Linked DNA regions of Rattus norvegicus: all the other regions are linked to region 2. The links are chromatin contacts, called in public Hi-C maps. All regions are on one chromosome and are shown on one strand. The core of a region is the stretch at or near the end of the contact, and the rest is flanking DNA. Distances in the headings are between cores, read along the strand shown. Region 1 holds the start of Tacc2 (transforming, acidic coiled-coil containing protein 2). Region 2 holds the start of Nsmce4a (NSE4 homolog A, SMC5-SMC6 complex component). Region 3 overlaps Tacc2 (transforming, acidic coiled-coil containing protein 2).

The links. A called contact is a pair of places that touch in the nucleus more often than the background predicts.
Region 1: a Hi-C map of frontal cortex shows a contact between it and region 2, with 1.7 times the contacts expected there. The contact joins the promoter of Tacc2 here to the promoter of Nsmce4a in region 2. A contact is called at or near these places in 7 of 12 Hi-C or Micro-C datasets (the A7r5 cell line, the Rat2 cell line, frontal cortex and 3 more) and 1 of 1 datasets of contacts at active chromatin or transcription factors (oligodendrocytes).
Region 3: a Hi-C map of frontal cortex shows a contact between it and region 2, with 2.3 times the contacts expected there. The contact joins the enhancer-like site here to the promoter of Nsmce4a in region 2. A contact is called at or near these places in 5 of 12 Hi-C or Micro-C datasets (the A7r5 cell line, the Rat2 cell line, Schwann cells and 2 more) and 1 of 1 datasets of contacts at active chromatin or transcription factors (oligodendrocytes).

Annotation. Positions count from the first base shown.
Region 1 is chr1:194,682,380-194,687,337 of GRCr8, reverse strand. It overlaps Tacc2 (transforming, acidic coiled-coil containing protein 2), which reads right to left and starts at 2,177. Exons shown (of 17, transcript NM_001415936.1): 1 at 1,804-2,177. The coding sequence starts at 1,871.
Region 2 is chr1:194,536,098-194,540,980 of GRCr8, reverse strand. Nsmce4a (NSE4 homolog A, SMC5-SMC6 complex component) reads left to right here and starts at 1,525. Exons shown (of 4, transcript NM_001106301.1): 1 at 1,525-1,915; 2 at 2,870-2,947. The coding sequence starts at 1,633. It overlaps LOC134483930 (a long non-coding RNA gene), which reads right to left. Exons shown (of 2, transcript XR_010061141.1): 1 at 3,071-4,883; 2 at 1,264-2,375.
Region 3 is chr1:194,746,749-194,751,712 of GRCr8, reverse strand. The region is part of intron 13 of Tacc2 (transforming, acidic coiled-coil containing protein 2); the gene reads right to left. Among named protein-coding and RNA genes, the nearest start is that of Btbd16, 17 kb to the left of the region's middle. Within about 2 kb of position 2,277, at least 15 of the 93 cell types and tissues checked have an H3K27ac peak or open chromatin away from gene starts, as enhancers often do. A contact at or near this core is called in the A7r5 cell line, where this site is marked.

The sequences.
Region 1 (4,958 bases), core at 928-3,427, 150 kb before region 2:
TTTTTTGTTGGAGAGAGCACATCTGTAGAGGAAACACTCTGAGAGGGTTGCAAAGGCCAGCCATTAGGAACAACGGCCCTCGGCTATTCCCTTTCTACTTTTCTAAACCTTGGGGGAACAGAGGGTGGGATTTTTGTGAATGACTCTAATGGAGCATCTTAAATTGTACTCTACGATATTTTAGAAGCCTCAAGTGTCAAAAATAGACCAAGCAGACAACAAAAATATTGGATGAGCAACTTCCCTCTCAAGATGGCTGCTGGGCCTCAAGTTTTATTCTATTGCCACTATCCCTACGGGACAAATCCTTAAAGACTACTATCTAAAACAACATGTACCTAACAGAATCTCTCCAGACTCAGCCCTCAGCTCCCAGAACACAAGGCAGTAACTCAACCAGGACAGAAGAACCTTCAGGGCCAGGAAGCTTAATTTCCAATGACTGATGTGCAAGTTTTCCCAAACCTAGGATCTTTTCTGGCCCCTCCAGTGTTTGGTGTCAGGTGTCACTGATTGCTAGTTCAGAGACTTTGGGGGAAAAAAAATGAGGCTGAAATTTTCCTTTCCTGAGTCCTATAGGGCGGTAGGATATTCCACACACCTCACAATACTGCACCTGAGTGGACAGGACAGACCGGCGCAGGGTTCATACCGTAAAAACTCCCCAACACAATGCACCTCCATTGTAAGATACTGCGTTCTCGAGTTACGGGGATGAAGCCACAGGATGGATACACACCTGGTCCTCAGAATGACTGGCTGTTCAAAAGCCAGAGCCTGGCTCACTCAGCCCCGCATGACATCACCCCATGAGTCCGGCTGGCTGTCACTGATGCCCCCACACTCCCCTCCCATGGGGCCCAATACACAGACACCAAAGCCTGCTAGCTGTAAAGTTACCTACCCAATACTCGTAAGAACCCAGACTGCTCTGCCACCCCCACCCTGCGAGTCTCCAGAAACATTCTCCTCTTTTGGGAAAGGGGAGAAGACATCGGAGGGGACGGGCAGGCCTACTTTGGACAGCAGCAGCCTTACTTGCTGAATTGTGATCTGACAGGCAGACCTAGTGCATAAGCCCCATCCCCCAACCAGCCTGGGTTTGTAATGGAGACAACCTTAACAGAAAGAGCAACTGTAGCAAACACTCCTCAGGATGAAAAGCCACTTCGGAGCACATAAGCACTGTGGTTTGGAGAAAAGATCGGGTTTCTGGATCGATGCATAGTCAGCCTCTGCCTCAACCAATGACAAGGCTGTTTGGCTGTCTTTACTAATAATAGCAGGCGGCCTTGTCCTCTGTGTTAGCAGGAGAGTAGCCCGGTGATGCTTGGACTAGCCCGGCTGAACACGAACGCACTCTGAGCTCCATGCCATCCATCTCTCCTGCCGCGCCAGTTGCTAACCCAGCACTGTTTCCAGCATGCACAATACTCCTAGGAGGAGGCCTTCTCTCCTTGATGCCTCCAGTTCCCTAGCAGGAAATACCAGTGGGGGTAGGAGGGTGGCTGAGGAAAAGATGCAGATAGTGCAGAAGCCCCCACCACGCACCCTGCTGCTGAATAACCAAAACCGAATTCCAGAGGGCTATTTCTCCTCCAGCAGCATCTTGGGGCTACAAGATACTCAGTCCGGCTAAAACACAAAACACTACAAGCAGCAGCCAGCAGGTAAAGCTTTGCAAGGCTTCCAGACCAGCCTAGGCTTCACGCTGCACCACATGGGGGAGAGAAGCACTAACAAAGCCGGGCAGCCTCTCCTCCCCGCGGGGGCTATGGGTGGGCGGCAGAGCACCGCACTTACATGGCCTCAGAAACCTCCAGGTTCAGGTCACTGGCTGGGGCTGGCTGCAGGGACTGCGACCCTCCCATCCTCGCTGAGCCCTGGCGTGCAGGCTAGCCACGAGCAGGGCCAGCGTCCTGGTGCGGTTCCTCCAGCCCGGGGCGGGCCGGCCGGCGGCCGGGGCTGCTGCACTGCAGATGGGAGCAGCTGCTGGCATCCGTGGTGGCGGCGACTGGGAGCAGCAAACGGCTCGAGGCCGGAGCCGGCCCAGGGGGCGAGCACCAAAGCAATGTGCGCGTGCGAGTGCAGCTGGCGGGTGCGCGCCTAGGTGTGTGCGTGAGCGTGGCCGATACGCGTGGAGCTGCCCGAGAGGCGGCACTGTAAGCCCAAGCACTGGCGAGGTCGGAAAGGATCTTCTCTTAAAGCCCCCGGTTCAGCCTGTGTGTAGGGACTTGATGATGTCACCACCACCAAGCGGCCTGACGCCTGCATCTTCACAAAGCTCCAACAACTCCGGAAACTGCTGGGAGGGGGGCGAAGACCCTCCCTCTGCTCACACACTAGGCCGAAGCTTCCCGGTTTAGCCCTAACTGCCAACTAGTTCAGTGTTCTTTTGAGGTGTAAATGTATTACTCATTGGCACTTAAGCGGTCCCCACCACCTCAGCCCCGAGGCGAGGCAAGGCAAGGTGGTCTAGCAATTGATAAAGTTGGGAGCAGGTCCCTTCTCTCTCACTCCCTACCCCCCCACTCCCCCTCCCCCACCCCTAACCCCTAACCGTAGGAGGGCTGCGGAACCAGTAAAACAGGCTGCAGTAGAAATTGAGGACTACACACCTGAACCTTCTTCAGACAGGATGGCTGGGATTAAGACTAAAGTCTGTATCAGGGGCAGCGACCTGGCACAACTTCTAGGCTTCCAGCCCACTAAGGCCAGGCCTCCAAGGACCCTTCATAGTTGAACAACAATGCAGAGTTGGGGCCAGCTGGAGAGAAAGAGCCATAGGGCTGGGTCTGGATTCTGGTCTTTGGCCATGAGATGAATTTTCTACAAAGACAAGCCCTCTTCTATGCACACTGTGCTCCTGAGTCAGGCCCCTCATATATCAAGAATATATAGGGAAAGGTAGCTGTGAGGGACATTGAAAGGCTCACCCCAGATCCTAAACATAGGCAGGCTGGCGTTGATGGAGGGGACACCCAGTGCCAGACCCCATTTCCCTGTTGGGGAGCAGCTCGGAAAGGTCTCCATAGTTGAGCTCTGGGCCTTCTCACTAGAGACTACTTGAAAAGCATTCTATCTCCCTGTAAGTGCCTACAGCCCTCACAGCCCTTTAACTGCAATGGCTTTCTGAGCCCTGAGCGTTTACAACTGAATTCAACCAAAACTACTTACAGGAAAGTGAAAAGACTCTTCTACCTTTTTACAATTCCTCAACAGGAATGGCAGTTAGTACGTAAGAATCATGTGCATTACAGACCCCAAAACAATAATAAGGTGAAGAAAAACCTACCAGTCCATACGATAAAGTCAAAATAAAGCTACTCAACACACTTTAAGATTCCCTCCAACCTACTGACTGCTTCCCAAAAGTGTGGCTAAGAACGTCTGCACAGGCCGGCACATCTGGAATTGCTACTTGCCCACAAGCTACAGAGCTTGAGGACCAGCTGAATTTCCTGGGCTCATATTTCTTCTCTGTGTCAAAACACTACGCCATCAAAATTGCTCCCCGGGAGTCAGTGACACGAAATCTCCAGGAAACACTGAGGTTTCTTTCTGTGTTTAAATGGAGATAGCAAAGGTTGGTGCCAGTCTTGTGGGGAAGGTAACCTCCAGCAGGCAGGGCCTCCCTCCCGGGGAGGCCATCATTCTGCTAACACTACTGTCATCCGGTGGTAAGAATCCTGCAACTTATTTATCCAATCATAGAGGGAGGAGGAGCAGGCTGGGATCCAAAAGAACCTCACAGTGTGTAGTAAAAAGATATTCATTGGCGTTAATATACAGTCTTCCGAGGAAAGGGACCCTTCCCCTGGGCAGTGTGCAGATCTCCGTTAGGTTACTTACACACTGGGAAAAAATGGGGGAAATGAGAAAGAGGGTCCCAGCCCCCAGCCTGAACTAACTCCATTGTGTCCACTGGCTCTAGTTTGCCTCTTTAACTTTCTGCTTCTAGAAATTTCTACAATAGCCCTGGACCGACCGATAAACATCTTTACGACGAAGGACCAACAGAGAGGACCTCCAAGCACGGGCAAGACTTGCAGGACATATCCCTCTCCGAAGGATAGTGAGGCTTCAAAAGGAACAGGGGGGAACTGCTTCATGGGACCCAGACTGTCCCCCCTCAAAGGGGGTTGGAAATTACCTCATGGGACCCAGACTGCCCCCCCCCACAAGGGACAACAATGACAGTAACATGTTTGGAGCCCCAGGCAGAAGCAGACTGAGATAATGGCCTCCTGGCCTGACCAGGATCACAGGCTGGTTCTCTCAGTGAAGCAAACCTAGTCTTCCTCTTCTTCTGCCCACTCCCTGCCTGTTAGCATTCTGTCTAGGCTCCACCCCACAGTTACCTGACAACATCCAGGTATGCCTGACTCACTATAAGAGGAGCTGCTTTCCCCCTCCCCTCTCTCTCTTGCCTTCTGGCTCCTGCTCTGTCCTCTTGTCCCTTCCCCCTCTCTTCCCATTCCCCTCCCCCCTCACTCCATATGCTCACCCCCTGCCTCTATTCCTCTTCTCTCTCTCTGCCTTTCTCTGCCTCTACCCTCTCAACTCCCCTCCCCATCCCCTGAATAAACTCTATTCTATACTATGTGTTCTATACTAGTGTTCTATACTATTCTATATTATGGGCCTGGTGGGGGGAAGGGATGCCTCAGCATGGGCCCAAGGAGGAACCCCCTTCCCCCACACCCGATTACATATCCACCAAAACATATTCCTTCTCTACTTTTTATAAAACACAACATTATCTCCCTTTTTTCTCCTTATAAAATATCAGAGTTTCTGCCAGCCACTGAAGACAGGCTTGGAGTCACTGAATCCTTTATCTGCTTCCCCACACGGCCACACTCAACTCTGCCTTCACCAAACCTTACCTCTCACTGGTGGGCTGGGACTCCCAGAGCTAAGGTGACAGGGTCACAACCAGAGCCTGTTGGGGTTGC
Region 2 (4,883 bases), core at 276-2,775:
CTCTTAACTGCTCAACCATCTCTTCACGTTTTATTTCTGCTCAGAAGTCAATATTAATATAGAGAACAGTGGATTTTATTAATCACATTCACCCTTTTCTTCCCCATATACTCTTCAGTGATTTCAATGCAAATTTGTGTTTTAAATCTACCCAGCAATATTATATATGTGTGTGTGTGTGTGTGTGTGTGTGTGTGTGTTCATGCACACCTTCCTACCTTGTTTCTTCAGAGGCTCAAGAGGCAATGATTTTTTTTTTAGATTTATTTATTATATATGAGTGCAGTGTAACTGTCTTCAGACACACCGGAAGAGGGAATCAGATCTCACTTACAGATGGTTGTGAGCCACCAATGTGGTTGCTGGGATTTGAACTCAGGACCTCTGGAAGAGCAGTCAGTGCTCTTAACCACTGAGCTGTCTCTCCAGCTCAAGCAATAGTATTTCAATAGCAATGAGCTTACTAGGCTTTAGATCTTGGTTTCAAAATCCACTCAGTCCTTGGGAGGTGGTCAGATTCAGGAGGATCAGGAACTCAACATTTTCTTCAGCTACACGGTCAGTTTGAGGCCAGCCTGGGTTACATGAAATCCTATGTGAGAGGGAGGGATGGAGGAAGGGGGTGGGGAAGTGGGAGGGTAGATTACCTCAGGATCCCTAAGGTGCATAAAAACTGGTGCCTTGGCAGTGTGGAGCTATAATCCCACTGCGGTGGAGGTGAAGACAGGAAAATCCCTGGGTCTTGCTGGCTATCTAAGTCCTGTCAAAACGATGAATTTCAGGTTCAGCTAGAGACAACGTATGGTAAAAAATGTGGAGAGTGGGCTGGAGAGATGGTTCAGAGGTTAAGAGCACTCGTTGCTCTCACAGGAGTACGGTTCCATTGCCATCATCCACTGGGAAGCTCACAGACCCTTCTTTAATGCTGGTTCCAGAGGGGGTTTGCACGTCCTATTCTGACATTTGAGGGCACTGAATGTATTTGGTATAAAATGTGCACGCAAATAAAACACGTATACACGAACAACAAATCTTTAAAAATTCGTGGAACTGAGAGAGGAAGATCCCCCTGAAGCCAACTTCCGGTCTGCACCCGCAGATGCACACTTGTGCATGTGTATCTTTGCACAGAGCACGCACACACACAAGCACATGGAATGAAAAGTATACATGTATCTTTGAAACCATATTGCATATAATTATCTTTCTCAGATCTGTTATAGGGTATTTGTAGTTAGTGAATCAGCTGTGAACATGCCGCAGTGGTGCAGATATCTAGGATGCTTAACTGTTTATTATGATACAGCCAAGGAACTCTGTTTTGTTTGCCGTGTCCTCCCCAAGGCCAGAGGATCCAACGAGACAATGGGAAGATGTATGGCTAAGTGGGGGTGGGCATTAGGACCAGAGATCCAAAGTCCAACGTCTCTTGCTTGCAGTGTGGAGTAAGCCAGTGCCAGGCTCATACACAGCCAACCCCGCCGCCGACCTCCAGGCCACAGGCGTCGCTGTGCTCTCGCGCGCCAGCCGGGGAGCTGCGTTGCGCCTGGAGCCGGCGCTCGAGCCCAGCCGGGGGTTTCAGTTTCTGGCGCGAACTTCCGCCGCTCCGAAGTTGCAAGGCGAATTGGCGCGATGTCTGGGGACAGCAGCGGCCGCCGGTCTGAGGGCCGGGGCCGGGGCCGCGACCCGCACCGGGATCGCACCCGTTCCCGTTCCCGCTCGCGGTCCCCGCTGGCCCGCCGCGGCGCTGCGCCGGAGCGCAGGGAGGCAGCGGAGCGCCCGAGCTTGGAGGACACCGAGCCGTCTGATTCAGGCGACGAGCTGATGGACCCGGCCTGCTTGGAGGCCGAGTACGACCAGGGCCTGTGCCGCCAGATCCGCCATCAGTACCGCGCTCTCATCAACTCCGTCCAACGTAAGGTGGCGCTTTGGGGCTGCGCGGGCCAGCGGCGTTCCGTGGCTGGGGAGGGCCGCGAAGGTGCGGGCGCTGGCCGGTCTGCGCGGGCTCGCGGCGGCGCGCCTTCGCTTGTTTATTAAGTGCACCCTAGGCGACCTTGGCGTTGGGCGCCGCCAAGCTCTGTTGCTGGCTGGAAAAGCGGGAGATCAGACCTGATGATGACTTGCTTGAGCTCAGCCAGCCAGTAGGGAAGGCAAGCAAATAACACCAGGTGCTTTTTGTTCAACCTAGCTTGCTCCTTGTGGGCCCCTGAGGTTGGAATTGCTAAGATGCACATTTCCCCGCCCAGCTCAGATGCACTGAATCAGAGATGCTGAGTAGGCCCAAGCGTTTGTTGTGTGGCTCTTCAGGTGGGCCTTGAGAAGTTGACAATCACTTCTTAATCGAGCCCTTGTATTGGGGCGCAGAAGAGTCATCCCTTTGGAGTAAGATTACATACGGGAAGCCAGTGTTAACTGTCAAGAGATCAAGTTTTGGGGTCTGGGGAGATGACTGAGTCTCGGCAAACCATAATAACCTTAGTTAGATCCCCAGGAGCCCCCTAAAGTGTCCCCTAAGAATAGTGGTGCAAACGTGCATCCTCAGCTGTGGGGAAGCAGAGTCCATGGGTCCCTCTGGCCAGCCCACCCAGCCTTCTTGGCTAGTTCCAGGTTAGTGAGACCCTGTCTCAAAAGGCAAAGATAATGGTACGCTGAGGGAACTACATCTAGGGTTGTCCCCAGGCCTTTTGCACACACAAAAGCCGCTTGAAACAGTAGCATTAAAGCCTCTTTCTGTAAAAGATAAAGCCTCTTTCTGTTAAAGAGATTAAGACATTCTAATCATTACCCAGGAAGTAGGAGCGGGACTGTAAGCGGCTACTTATTAGCGAAGGATGTGCACGGTCCCCTAAGTTTGTGTTCTTTTAAATAGAAAACCGGGAGGACATACTGAATGCTGGTGACAAACTAACAGAGGTCCTCGAAGAAGCCAACACTCTGTTTAATGAAGGTAATTTCATGATTTTTAAATCCGTAGATTGTTGTCATTACACGATTCCCATTTACTCGGGCACTCAACAGACCCAGTGCCTTTTTCATTGTAGCAACAATACTACTCTCACTGTGCACTTACCATTTGGCCCAGCATATACTTTAGGGTTCTTCACGGGTTCCTGGGAGGCAGGGAGGAGTAGTACAATCTGTTTTAAGAAGCCTCTTCGGTTGGGGATTTAGCTCAGTGGTAGAGCGCCTGCCTAGCAAGCGCAAGGCCCTACCTGGGTTCGGTCCCCAGCTCCGGAAAAAAAAAGGGAAAAAAAAAAAAAAAAAAAAAGAAGCCTCTTCCATGAGCTGAGCAGTGGTGGCACATATCTTTAATCCCAGCACTGGGGAGGAAGAGGCAGGTGGATCTCTGAGTTCAAGGCCAGCCTGGTCTACAGTGCCAGTTCCTGTGCGTCTACAGCTAGCTACATAGAGAAACCCTATCTCAAAGACAAAAAAAAAAAAAAAAAAAAAAAAAAAAAAGAAAGAAAGCCTCTTCCTGAGATTCTCTTGCTGGCTGGAATTTGAGAGCTTCACTTGTATGTTCCATTAATCAGATAGATGAAGAAGAGAAGAATGCAGCTAGATCCTCAGAGATCCTCTTACTCTTCCTGTCCTGGTCTCCCCTCCTTTAGCTGTTGGTCCACCTATAACCTAGTGACGGTGGCCTTATCTACAGGCACACCTATTGAAATCTGGCTCTGGGGAGGTTTTTATGCGTTTGAAGCTGTGTGTATAGGCGGGATTGTGAGCATGTGTACAGTAACTGTGGTGACCAGAAGAGGCTATCGGATTCTTCCCGGAGCTGGAGTTACAAGGAGGTTGTGAATTGTCTGACAAGGGTCTTGGGAACCCAACCCAGAGGGTCTGGGGAAGAGCTGGACCTCCTCCCCAGCCCCATAATCGTGGGGGTTTAAAAACCACAATTTTAGTCTGAATTAAAAGCAGCAGCCATTGGTTGCAATGGCAACGGCTTTGGCTAGTATCCAATGACAAAGGTGGGTATACCCCTGAGGCGAGTCCCAGGACAGCTACATAGACCATGCTCTCTTCAGGCCTCTCTCACTGCTTTGGGAAAAGAAATGGGCGACTGCAGTGATAAGGAGAGAAGAAGCCAGGGTTGGCCTGTTCCCTGCTAACCACAGTTCTTCATGTTCTTGCCGGCAGTTTGCTTCTGGTTATCTAGGATGCCTGGTTGTTGGCGTTGTCACAGCGTTTAGTGTCCTGTCTTTCCTGCTCTGGCCAGGGCCTCCTTACAGCTCACCTTCTTGGTCTAGAACATACACTAAATCACCTTCAGAACTTGAAGGGGCTGGGGTTCCTCTTCCACCCGCAGCAGATCCCTTTTTCCACTGTCAAGCTTTTTCTTCCGTTGTAGCCTGGACCCGCACTCGGACTCACTTGTGATTGGCTCATTTACTCCCTTACTATCAACCTTACATCTAACCGACTTCTTCCACGTCACCTCCCTCGGCTACTGCCCACGTTTAAAGTAGAAGACAAAATTATTCACTCAAATGGGCCCTCAAGAGTCTCCCTGCTTGGCGACCATGGCTGTTACACCTGTTGAAATTCTATAGGGAACTTGCTCTCATCCAGACAGATCTGCGCTTTTCTTGCAGTAGCCCATGGGGCTGTTGGTTGGGGGAGGGGAGGGGAGGGGAGGGGAAGGGGGTGAGGAGTGGTTAGATGAGAGCCCAGCAACCAGCATCTAGTTTCCCTTTCTCTGTCACTTCTGCAGTGACTCTGGAAATGATTAAAATCCTTCCTTCTGTAAAGAGAAATGATGGAGAAGAACAAAAGCCAGAGTCAACGAATTCCCTAGCTGTGTGTTTTCTATTTTTGTGCGGATTCTTCAGGAAACCAATGGATGTAAATGGGGCATGCTGGGCACGGGCATTTGAATT
Region 3 (4,964 bases), core at 1,028-3,527, 210 kb before region 2:
GGCCTTGAGTACAACCTCAAGGGTTTTCTTGCAATGAACTCACGAGCCTTCCCTCCCTAAAGGGACAACACTCACAGACCTGGGGCCATGACATATCCTGAGGGGGAGAAGTCAACCTTTAACCTGATCAATGCAGCCCTTACACGTCTACACTGGAGACCCTGTGGGTCTACATTTCCTTCCCTAAGTGGATCCACACCGGGTCAGAAAGAAAAAATTACTACTGTATTTTCTGGGAAAATGAGATTATAGGGTGCTGTGGCCAGGGCCCTGGAGGGCCCTTTCCAAAATGGAATCAAGATAGACTAGACACTAGAAGAAAGAGGTTTCTTTATCCCTAAAACATTCCTGAAATTCTATTCATAACAATACTGACTTCTTGGTTGTACAAAGTACCACACCCCAGGAAAACCGCAAAGGTCGTTTTGCAGTAAGGCAATGCAGTTCTTCGGGCTTAGTTGAGAATGCTAGTACTAATGCTCTGCTCTCAGCCATGTCTGACCCTCTCCCATCCCACACTGAACTCGGATGTCTCTGCACTGCAGGACAAACTCTCTCTAACACAAAGACAGCCCTACCCTTACTTCAGGGACCACACTCTAAGCTGGTTGCCAACAGAGTAGGCAAGGTACCCTTGCCTCTCCAGGTGACAGTGGATTCAATGACATCTACTACCCCCATCCTCAGAACCAAGAGCTCCTGGGGACAGTATACAGCCCAGCAGATCTTTGTCACTCACAGCTCACACGGGAGGGTATTTATTGCCCAGGACTGGCTTAGAGCTGGATACGATGAGGGAAACCACATCTGGAACTTCTAACAACAGCGATGGCAAGGGCAGCCTCCAGCCGTGATGGCAAGGTAAGTCTCTGCTCACAGAGACCTCCGCTCATTAAGAATAAAATCCAGGCTGCACCCCACACACTTGGTGCAGCCCTGACAGCCCCTGCCCCAGCACTCAGGAGCCTTCAGAAACCTCCAAGTTACATGTCTGATCCCCCATCGCTTCCTCTCTAAATGTCAAAGAGCGTGTGTACATGCGGGGGAGTGCGCGCACGCACATGACCAGGCTACTTGTGGATTCTGGTTCTGCTATACTCTCCACATCCCAGGCTTCGGACGCAGGATTCCTGCTGCCATGCTGCTCCTATGATGGCAATCTGGTCAGGTTGATTAGACTGAGCAATGTGTAAATTAGGACAGTCTATGTTGGGTGTGCCTGTGAGGGCATCTTCAGGACAGGTAGGTCATGAGGACCGTGACCTTGTAAACGTGTTCATATTATGATGATGGAACTGAGCGGTGGCAGAGAGGAGGAGGTAGGAGCTGGCTAGAAGAAGTAGGTCACTGGGACCAAACCCTTTGCCCTAGCTTCTCCCCCTTCTCTGCTTCCTGCCTGTCAAAATACGAACCCCATGCCCTCACCACCAGGGTGGACGGACTGTTCTGAAACTGTCAGGCAAACACCAAACTCTTCCCTTTGGGTGAGTCTGTCAAGTGTTTGGGGAAAGCAATGACAGAAGTAACCTGGCCACTCTCCCCAGGCTGGCTGAGGGCTGGTCAGATTTGCTGCTCTGCTCTGGGCACACAAAACTCCGCCACACAAGTAGTGCTGATATGTGGTCTGTGCACTGCATGAACAAGGGCGGCCCGAAGGGTTTCCTATCCCCTTCACAGAAGGTGAAAGAGGGTTTGAATGGTGAAGGCTTTTGTTCACTGAGGGGACAGCACAGCCCGGGCGCAGCCCCAGAGACAAAAAAAAAAAAAAAAGCAAAAAGCACAGCCACGACCAAATCCCTCTCCAGCCTCCCGTGATGATGGACAGTTCCCACTAGGAACAGCCAGAGGTATTGATTTGGGTTGTTTTTCCTTGTTTTCTGATAGACCACCCTCTTGCTGTATCTTAACTTCAGTGTATCATTATTGTGTGGCACGGTGGGGATCACAGTCTGAATTTTACTCCAAGCCTGACAGAGACAGGTGAGAAAGCCCTGGAATTGTGTGGTCCCAAGGCCTGTGTACCAATCGAGGCAGCGGTCAGATGTGAGCACGCATTAGAAGCAGCTGGAGGACTACTCAGACAGACTCAAGTTCCTCCTCCCTTTTAACTCAGCAGGTCAGGCTGGGGCTGGAATCTACAAGTACCAAGCTCCCTGGAGACTTAGAGCTGACCCAGGACCCTGCCTGGAAAACCACTGGCCTAGGAGATGCCAAACGGCCCTCCATCCCGCCTCTACGATCCCAGGGTTCTTCGTGTTCCCAGCAGCTGCCAGAAGTCACCAAGCGCAGTGGCTCCGGCATCTGACAAGTCAGCCTGGAATCTCAACTCTCACACTTGTACGACCTTGGGCAGTGTTCCTAAACTCACTGTGTCTCCTCACCAAAAGCAGAGGATGGTAGTGCTTCTAGACCATAGCATTTGAGGGATTTAAAAAAAAAAGAGAGAGAGAGAGAGAGAGAGAGAGAGAGAGAGAAAGAATGAATAGAAAGTGCCTGGCGCCCAGGGACAGCCTGGAATCTGACCTGTTGTCAACATCATCACTGTGCATAGAAGCTCTTAACATCACCCCTGACTCGGTGGGACAGCGTTTCAATGACTCACTAAGAGCTGCCTTCTAAATACAGAGAACTTTTTAATACAAGCAATCTACCTGCTACGCCTACACTCCCAAAAGAGAGGGCACTGGCAAGTTTCCATAGATGTTATTAACCGAATTTTAGCCATTTCCTTTGTTCCCAGCATGCTGTACGATGTACATTCTGGGCTGATCTGTGGTCACGTATACATTTCACCAGACAGGCTGAAGGAGCCATTTATCACAGAGTCCATCTGATTTCCTGCATCTAAGATGTCCCCTAGCCCAAGCTTTCTGTCACTTTTAAAAATAGAACTGCCCGGTTCCCAGGAGAGCCAGGCAGCGGCAAGTCTCCACAAATCTTCTTACTCGTGACCAACAAAGCTAGGCTCTTAAATTCAGGAAATCAGCCTCAGCCCCCAGACACGACACTCTGGACTCGCAACCCTGATGGGGCTTTCTGACGTTTGCAGGCAAACCACTATTAAACTGGAGGGGGATGCGACAAGTACACAAAAGCAAAAATAACCAAGCCAGAAAAACAAAACACAAGCAAGGGGCTGCAATGGGTAGGTGTCAGATTGAGTGGGGGGTGGGGAGCGTTTACTTACCAGGCTTGCCTGTTTGTTTTGCAAGCAAAGGGCAAGGAGCAACAGAAAAACGGAAGCAAAACAGAGAATCAGGGCAGTTGTTAGAAAAGCGGAAACGAACAAACAAAAAATCGCAACAATCTGGAATGCAGAAAGCACAGGGGATCCCTCTCATCCTCCTTCCAAGGAACCAGGTACTGAGTTTTAGTAAGGCACACTTTCTTCAGAGGAGCTGCTGAGGAGGGATGATGAAGTGTGGAGCACCTGAAAGCTACACCAGAGGGAAGAGCTAGCATGGGTCGGCTGGACCAGGCTCTACCTCAAAGCACGTCCACATTCACTCTGGTCTGCAGGCTCTCAGGCCTGGGCTCTCCTGGCTGGACAGGCGGAATGAAACAGGGATGGAAATGTGGAATCCAGATGAGGCCATGGGCTTGTTTCCATACATGAGGAGACTCCCTTTCCTACGGCGGGCGGGTCTACCCGCCTTCCCAGTCATGTCTCAGGTTGTCTATGCAGACCCTGAACTGTCTAGTGGCCTCACCCAGTGATCCTCCGTAGCAACTGACATCACAATTCTTCTGGTTAGAAAAGCTTTGGAAAATCTGATGAGCAAGAGGCTGGTGAGTAAGGCTCAAGGCTACACACACAGTAGGGATGCTATCCAAGCAATGGAGGATGTGCTCAGCCGGGGGTGGTGCAGTAGTCTCATTGAGCCATCCCGGGGGGGTTCTCTTGTGCACAGAAAACTGTTCAGGGCCCGAGTAAGAAATGCACCATCCTCTGATACCCACTCTGATTGTCCAAGATTAAAATGTTCGAACTGCCATCAGCTGCACTTTACCTCAGAAGCAGGAATCAGCATTTAGTACCTTCTGTATCACCATAATGGCAGGCTCCCCTGAGAGGTCAGCCAGAGAGGCCTGCATGCTTAGAGCCTACCAGGGGGAACTCTTGCTTCTAGCTGTGAGCTACAAGCTGGTTGTGGCAGCCTTCCCTCAGGCCTTTCTCCCTCAACACCACACCAGCATCTGCCAGTGTCATATCCCAAGACACCACGAGGCAACCCTTTCCACACTAAGACAAGCGTGTCTCCTCTCCAGCTCTTTTGCCGGCTCTTAGAATCCCCAGCGTGTTGAAGTTTTTATCTCATCCATAAGCTGGTGCGTTTTGTTCCGATGTGATGCATCTTCCGTGGGATCAATGTGTCTGAATGTGCCTCAGGAGCTTGAGGTAAACCAGTCCTCAGTAACATAAGCCACAGTTAACACCCCTGAGAGGGCCAGCCATTCAAACATTAGCCCTGTCGCTACTGCAAAGGCCACTGAGCTGTTTATCTGTGGTAAACTACAGACAGGTGGGACTCAAAGTGCCAAACACTAACTACAGGCTTGCTCTCTAGGCTTGTGCAGATCCAGGCTTAGCACATAAACTTGTATGTTTACCCCACAAATCCTTACGTGGGAAAAATTATTTTTAAAACCAATTATCATGAGCCTAAGCAAATAAAAACATAGCTAGACATAAATCAACATGAAGGCCAATTCCCCAAGACTATAAAAACCTGGTCTTGGAATATTTCCAAGACTGTTTCTCATTATGGAGAGGGAGGATGGGGAGGGCTAGATAGTAACAGGAGGGAGGGAGGAAGAGAAGAAAGGAGGGAGGGAGAGAAGGAGGGAAGGAGGGAAGAAAGAAGGAAAGGAGGAAGGGAGGAAGGAAAAAGGAAGGAAGGAAAGGAGGGAGGGAGGGAAGGAGGGAAGATGGAAAGAGGGAGGGAGGGAGAGAAAGACCGAAG